2 separate regions of the Mus musculus genome follow, and region 2 is linked to region 1. A link is a contact called in public promoter capture Hi-C data. All regions are on one chromosome and are shown on one strand. The core of a region is the stretch at or near the end of the contact, and the rest is flanking DNA. Distances in the headings are between cores, read along the strand shown.

What was found. Promoter capture Hi-C pulls out the DNA fragments that hold promoters and counts their contacts.
Region 2: a promoter capture Hi-C map of hippocampal neurons shows a contact between it and region 1, with 3 times the contacts expected there. A contact is called at or near these places in 2 of 39 promoter capture datasets (cranial neural crest and hippocampal neurons).

Annotation. Positions count from the first base shown.
Region 1 is chr19:8,662,074-8,665,633 of GRCm38.p6, forward strand. It overlaps Chrm1 (cholinergic receptor, muscarinic 1, CNS), which reads left to right and starts at 1,932. Exons shown (of 3, transcript NM_001112697.1): 1 at 1,932-2,384; 2 at 2,836-2,927. 9830166K06Rik (RIKEN cDNA 9830166K06 gene) reads right to left here and starts at 1,262. Exons shown (of 3, transcript NR_045314.1): 1 at 668-1,262.
Region 2 is chr19:10,946,942-10,950,573 of GRCm38.p6, forward strand. It overlaps Ccdc86 (coiled-coil domain containing 86), which reads right to left and starts at 2,325. Exons shown (of 4, transcript NM_023731.3): 1 at 1,337-2,325. The coding sequence starts at 2,292.

The DNA.
Region 1 (3,560 bases), core at 682-3,181:
GCCGGGCGGGAGCTCTTCTCCCCGCGCTGCCTCCCTTCTTCCCTCGTGCCTCAGTTTCCCCAACTGGTATGAGGAGACCTAGCCAAGCTAGGCGGGAATGCAAAAAGCGTGATACAACAGGAGGTACGGGGCTATAGACCCCTTCTTCTGTAGCTGCACAGACTCCAGAACGCTGCACGGACCAAAGATGAGGACACTCAGGAGGAGGCAGAGGAAAGCTGGACACCCTCCCCTCCCGCCCACAAAATAAGTGTTTTTATTTCTAAAGGGACATGTGCAGAGGCGGTGGGAGAAAAGGGAGAGCAAGAAGAATGGGGGAAGGGGGCAAAGAGGAAGCTTGATTCAGACTCGGAAATGGATGTGGAGGCCTAACTCCCCCACTCTAAACCACGTGTACACGCACAAGTACACGCACCCCCACGGCTCTCCCAACATGCAGCCCGCAACCTAAGGATGGCCCAGTAGGGGGCAGCCTGCCACAGAGACTGCTTGTTTTCTGACCTAACCCTAAGGGTCTAATGCCACCGAAGGTGGGAGGAGGAGCTGTTCAGATCCTCTGACCCCGACACCCCCTCCGCCCCAAACTGTAGTATATGACCAAACACAGAGAGAAGGCGCACTGGGTACCCCTTGGCAGCCTCAAGAGTACAGATGCCCCCACACGTACCTGCCACCTGTGTCCCGTATCTGCTGGCCCAAGCCCCAGAGTCGTCGTCAATTTCTTCCTTTTCTGGTTCCTTTGGCAACTGAGCTCCAGTCTCAACATTGGTAGGAAAATGAAGAGAGAAGGAAGAATGGGTGTGCCCCGGACTCCAAAACCCTGAGCTTAGAGCTCACCTGGAACCTACCTTTAGCTTTCTCTCCTCCATAAAGGCAATCTTGATTTCGGTCCTTCCCACCTCCCTCCCAGGGCTTCATCACAGCCCATGGGGCAAAACACACAGGAGCTTTTAGTGTTTCCAATTCTCCTCGGTGGTCAGCTCTCCAGGAAGTCTCTATTGGGGCATTGCTGGACCCAGGTCCCTATGACAAAGCCCCCAGGGGTTGTCTCTATCTCCAAGGAGACTCTACACAGAAATCCAAACCAGCCTGGGGGGGAGGGGGGATGAGGGTCAAACCGTAGGCTGAGAGGAGGAGTGGCTCGTACTTCCCAGGTACACACCTGTGAACCTAAAGTGGGAGTCAGGGGAGACAGTTTGACAAGCAGGGAGGAGAGCAGTCTGTCTGCCTGTCTGTCTGTCTACCAAGGGGAAGCTGGAGGTGGAGCAGTCAGGGAGGTAGATGCTACCTCACTTGTCAAAATTAGCCAATTCCACAGTTGGGCAACACTCAGACATACACTGAGCACAGACACACGCTCCCACATGCGTTCTGGCTCCAGATTGGCAGGGTCACACCTGGATTTACGTAGGCTGCATAATGACATGAGCACACATGTCATACTACACATGCCGGACCCTGAACAGCATATGGAACAAACACAGTTTCTCCAGTGCTCCACAAACCAGATACACATATACCCTCACACCAGACCTTTCCATACACCAGAGTGCACTGCCCAGCATGCGGGCATGTCACTCCGTCCCAGGGTGGGTGAGCCAGCCCTCTGGGTCTGGTCCAAGTTGGAACCTCTCACGTGAGGCCCAATGTGTCATTTTCAAACAGAAGGAATTTAGCTCCCTCACAGCAGGGAGGAAGAGCAGGGTGTGTGGCTGGGTGGGTGGGTGGGTGGGCGCGTGGGCATGTTCATGGGGGGAGGGTATGCAAAGGAAGCAGGCATGTGAATAATGGGGCATGTGTGTCGGGGCATGTGTGTTGGGACATGGTGCACAGGAGTTGGGGGCTTTCCGGTTGGGTGGGGGAAGGTGCCCGGGAAACAGAGTGTGCCTTTGTGAGAGGGTGTGTGTGTGTGTGTGTGTGTGTGTGTGTGTGTGTGTGTGTGTGCCGCCAGTCTGTGTGCAGTGGGTGTGGGTGTTTGTCTCCCTGTATCCGCCTTCTCTCTCCTCTTGGACTTTTAGCTTTCCTGGGCTCTCTTTCCTCATGTCCTGCCTCCTCCCTCTCGAGGCTCAAAGTGGGTGCCCTTGTGGACAAGGGGGGCACACTCCAGGACTTAGTCCAACCCCAGATGCTGCCTGAGGCTTCCCTCCTGCTCCCCCTCCCTTTCTTTCCTCCCTTTCCTCCCTCCCTCTCTTTCCCTTCCTCCCTCCCCCCCAAGGCTGGCGTGCCAGGGGGTGGGACATGCCAATCACTGGCTGTGCCTCTCCGGCTGCCAGCACAGGGCGCAGCTCCCCCCGGGAGCCAGGTGTTTGGGTCCCAGGAGACACTGCAGGCCCCCGGAGAAGCACTGAAGCTGAGGACCCTACAGACCCCTCTCCGGTCCCATGGTGAGTACATTTGGAAGGGCTTGGGAGGGGCTGTGTTGAGCTGGGTGCAGAAGCATCAGGGTCCTCTGAGACAGGGCAGGGACAAGGATGAGACAGGAATGGGGGTGGATTCTTGAAAGGGGAGGTGGCCAGGGAGGGGTCTAGAGGCCAAGAGGGCTCTCTAGCAGTGGGCATTGGCTGCTACAAACACCCTGTCTGCTGCTTCTCAGTGGATTTATCTGATGTTTTTCTGTGCTTTAGCTGGCAGAAGAGGTAAAGACCTTCTTAGGAAACTCAACCTAGACTTCAGAAGAGATTAGATGGCTGTGTGGTTAGCAGATCCCCCAGCACACTAAAGGCAGAAGGGGAAGGGCAGGAGGCAGCCCTGGCTACCAGCACCTAGTTGAAGAGTGACCCCATGTACATACTTTTGGGGACACCAGTCCCAGAGCCTCCTTCTCTCCTCCTTCAGGAAACCCTGAATCCTACCTCCCCTATCCACCTTCAGCCCCCCAAGATGGATTGAATGAGGCTGCTGGCCAGATGGACAAGCTGGATGCCAAGGTGGGTGTTGGGCCAGAAGCCAGCAGGAGACCAGGCAAAAAGCCCCAGTGCTCTTTGGAGACAGATAAGCACATGGATAGCCACACCACCCAGACAATGTGGTCCTGGCACGCGAGGGGACCCAGAGGGCCCTCCCTGTGTTTTTGTATCTTTGGCTTGCAGAAGGCAGGTTTCGGGCAATACAAGGGTACTGATGCACACACATGTTCCCTGACTCCAGTAAGGATGAGTTAAATCCAGAGGCTCTGACTCTTGGAGTTGCCACCTCTAAGACAGGTGTCTGGAGAAGGGGCAGTTGGCTCATGGAAATTTCTTCACCTTAGAGGTTCTTAGCGCCAGTGGAGAGGGGTTCAGTTCTTCTTACAGTGCACATCTATCTGCAGCTCATCCCATTGGCTCAGTGACCCCTGCCTCACCGGCTAGCAGTCTCCAGTAGCCAGTCTCCTGTCTCAGAGTAACCAGCTACTCCATGAGCTGCCCAAGGAAAGCTTTCTACCCTCTGATCTCAGCTACAAGGCAAACCATGATCGCTGTTGAGATATGTAAGAGGAAGAGATGGTAGGACAGGGCTACAAGGTATCATTCTAACCTCCATGCTGGACTGGAAGCTTTGGCTTTAATGGATCTTGAAGA
Region 2 (3,632 bases), core at 1,075-3,574, 2.3 Mb after region 1:
AAGACAGGCTCCGAGCCCATTACTCACTGCCTATGCGAGCCTGTGCAAGGAAGCCTCTCAGCCACCGCGCCCTTCTGTGTGCGAGCCCGTCTGGCTGGTCACCCGTGGCCATCAGTGGCCTGTATTGTGGTTTGCTCGGACAGGGAAAAGGAACAGCTTCAAAGTTTCTCCGCTTGGTGCCTTTCTCTTTAAGCCTCACTTTCCTCTGTTTAATGGGGTGTGCTTGCGGGAGGGGTTATCCCCTGCGCTTAGGATTTAAGAGTATAACAAAATGACTTCTGTAAAGAGCCTGCACGGAGCCTCGCACGGTCCACCCTTATTCAACGTCATTTTCTTAAAATCTCTGATGCCCTGCTCCCTTACTCTTACGAGTTCTTGTCTCTGGCCAGTAGCTGACACTTCAACTGAACCCTACTTCTCCTTCTCCAGACACTGTCACAATGTCTCCAGACATTGTCACAGACACTGTCTCCATCCATGTCACAACAGTGGACATTTCAACTGAATGCCACTTCTCTTCCCCTGCTGCCTAAACAATGTCCTTTCCACATGAGCCTCCTTCCTCATTCCTTTACTGAGAAATCTAAACTGAGCACTCCCATGCCCCAGCACTGAAGGGACAGGGAAGACCTCATGTCTTAAGAAGGCTGGAACCCAAGGGAAGCTGGCCACCAGAAGCAGGTTAACGGGTTCACTCACACGCTTTGCAATCAAACCTATGCTCCCATCCCGTGTCTCAGTTAGCCTCCTTGAGCCTTGGCTTCCTCAGATGTACAACACCAATCCTAGTAACACCTGCTCCAAAGGGTAGATGATTACATGTGCTGCTGGCTATGAAAGCCTCTCTCTTTGGCCATCCTTACCGTGATACATAACCAGTGTCCCATGATACATTTTTTATCAAAGACAACAGCTAGCAGACAACAGTGGAAAGGACCTCACTATGTTCATATAATGGCCGCCTTTCTTGCTCTGCCTGCCACACGAGATGTGGCGGACAAGGTAAAGGTGGCACGTCTATAAACCCAGCACTAGGGAAGCAGAAGCAGGTGTATCTCTGAATTTCAGGACAGCCAGTGCTATACAGTGAGACCCTGCCTCATAATAAAAAAAGGATGGGAAGAAAGCTCAAAAGAACACCGTCTAGGGCAGACATTAAAGAAATGATCTTTGAGGATCTATCTCCCTCCCCGACCTTAGGGCATTTTGACATTATGATCGTGTTTGTTAATTTCATTCGGGTGAACTCTTTACAACCCTTGGATTGCATTCAGGCGAAGGCAAGGTCCAAATGTACTAAGAACCCAACACATCACCCATGCTACCCCCACTTTACCTCTTCTTGGAGCGGTCTTTCCACACACGCCCGGATTTGGGCTTCCCTTTCGGAATTACAGGAAGCTCCTCCTTCTCTTTCAATTTCTTGGACGCTGGGGCCTGGGGAGAGGCTATAACTCGCTTCTTTAGGTTGAGACTTTCTGTTACTGTCTCTCCCGCCGGAGGCAGCTTGCCTGGCTCCAACTGGCGCTCTGGGGAGCTAGGTGCCTGGACCGTCAGCTCCTGTGCTGGCTGAGAGGGCTCGGGACCCGGTGCTTGCTGGCCCGGGCAAGGCTCGGGGGATCCTGGGATCACCTCCTCTTTAGCGTGGGCCGCCTCAGAGTCCAGTTCTCCCTGTGGGGGAGGTAATTTGGATGGCTGCTCTCGTTGCGGGGATTCCGGGCTCGACTCTGTCTGTCCTGCAGGTGACTCCAGGCCCAGATCTTGATGAGGTTGAAGGGACCCGGGGTGAGGCTCTGGCTGCCTTTGTGGGGACCCATCGTCTGCATCCTGTCTAGGACCGGGTGATCCGGGGCTCGCCTCTGGCTGAGGTCCGGGAGACGGAAGGCTCAGTGGTGGACAGGGCGATCCGGGGCTCGTCTCTGGCTGAGGTCCGGGAGACGGAAGGCTCAGTGGTGGACAGGGCGATCCGGGGCTCGTCTCCGGCTGAGGTCCGGGAGACGGAAGGCTCAGTGGTGGACAGGGCGATCCGGGGCTCGTCTCCGGCTGAGGTCCGGGAGACGGAAGGCTCAGTGGTGGACAGGGCGATCCGGGGCTCGTCTCCGGCTGAGGTCCGGGAGACGGAAGGCTCAGTGGTGGAACTCTCGTAGACTTGAGCTCTCCTGTTTCTTCTGAGTTCGACTTGAAATCTACAAGAGCCCGTTTCGCCCGAGAGACTTCGGGGACAGGAAGGTTTTCTGGAGACAGAGGTTTTAGGCCTTCCAGCCGCCGGCTGCGCCTCAGCGGCGTATCCATGGCTCACGTGTAGCCTCTGTAGCCTTCGGAACTGTCGGCGCCTTCATATGACGTCAGACTCGTCCATTTCCGTACCGGGCAGGAAGCGCACTTGCGGTAGAGAGACCCGTGGGTAGGCGGAGCCGGGGATGAAGTCGGTCCCGGGAGGCTGGGCTTAGTAGACGCATGCGTGTTGTGCATGAGCTCAGTTACAGAGTTTAGTTGCTTGGTTTCTGCGATGCGTTTTTTGCAAACTGCGAGTTCTTGCAAGGGGATGGGGTGGGGGTATATTATACATACACACACACACACACACACACACACACACACACACACACACACACACATATAAAAATAATTTTTTTTTTCTTGAGAGAAGAGGTTGGAAAAAGGCGGAGGGAGTTTGTAGGCAGAGCCGAATCAGCGCGCTAACTTGTTCTGGAACTGCTGGGCCCGCAAACATCGCCTTTTCTTTTATCTTTTGTAGCACAGTAGCTTTGCGCTGTGTAACAAAGGGGAAGGTCCTGGTGGTCTTCCTGAGTGGGAAATCTTCAGTTTTTGAGTTGTCTCAAACGTTCCCATTCTTTTCACTTCCTCTTCTCTACTAGTGGGCCCAAGTATGCAATAGGTGGTTCTCATCTTTGAACAGTTTCAGTTAATCAGCAAAGTGTCAGGTCTGTGGCCCAGAAAACCTTGACTGCTTGTTGTCAATGTTGGGGGTTCACAACCTGTGCCCGAAGTCAGGTCTAGCTACCTTATCCTCAATAAGCCAATTGAAAGAGACACATTAAAAACTGGAAATCTTTAGAAAAAGGAGATTTATTCAATGTAGTCATACTAGAAAGAGGGGCAAAGAGATTCTGTGAATCACCCAAATTTGACCTCAGGGTTCTAAATTTAGATAAAAAATTTAGATAGAGGGCCAAGGATAAATACATCTGAGTAGTCCTTACCAAGGTATGACTCTGCCCACCATTGGCCCATTATTATCTGGGTTTTAGTCTCATCCTGTAAGGTGGTCTGACAAGCTTTTAGAACTCTGAAATCTTTTTCCAGGAGACAAGTTTCCCCTCTGGCTGGTACCTTTTTCTTCTCCCAGCATGAGAATTCTGGGGAAATTTTCATTTCTTTGGAGTCCTCTGTCTGATTGATTGGCTGATAGGCTAAGAGATGCAGTGTCGAAAGCCTTTAATCCCAGCACTTGGGAGGCAGAGGCAGGCAGATTTCTGAGATCGAGGCCAGCCTGGTCTACAGAGTGAGTTCCAGGACAGCCAGGGCTACACAGAGAAACCCTGTCTCGAAAAACAAAACAAAACAAAACAAAACAAAACAAAACAAAACAATTAAAACCTTCATCTCTG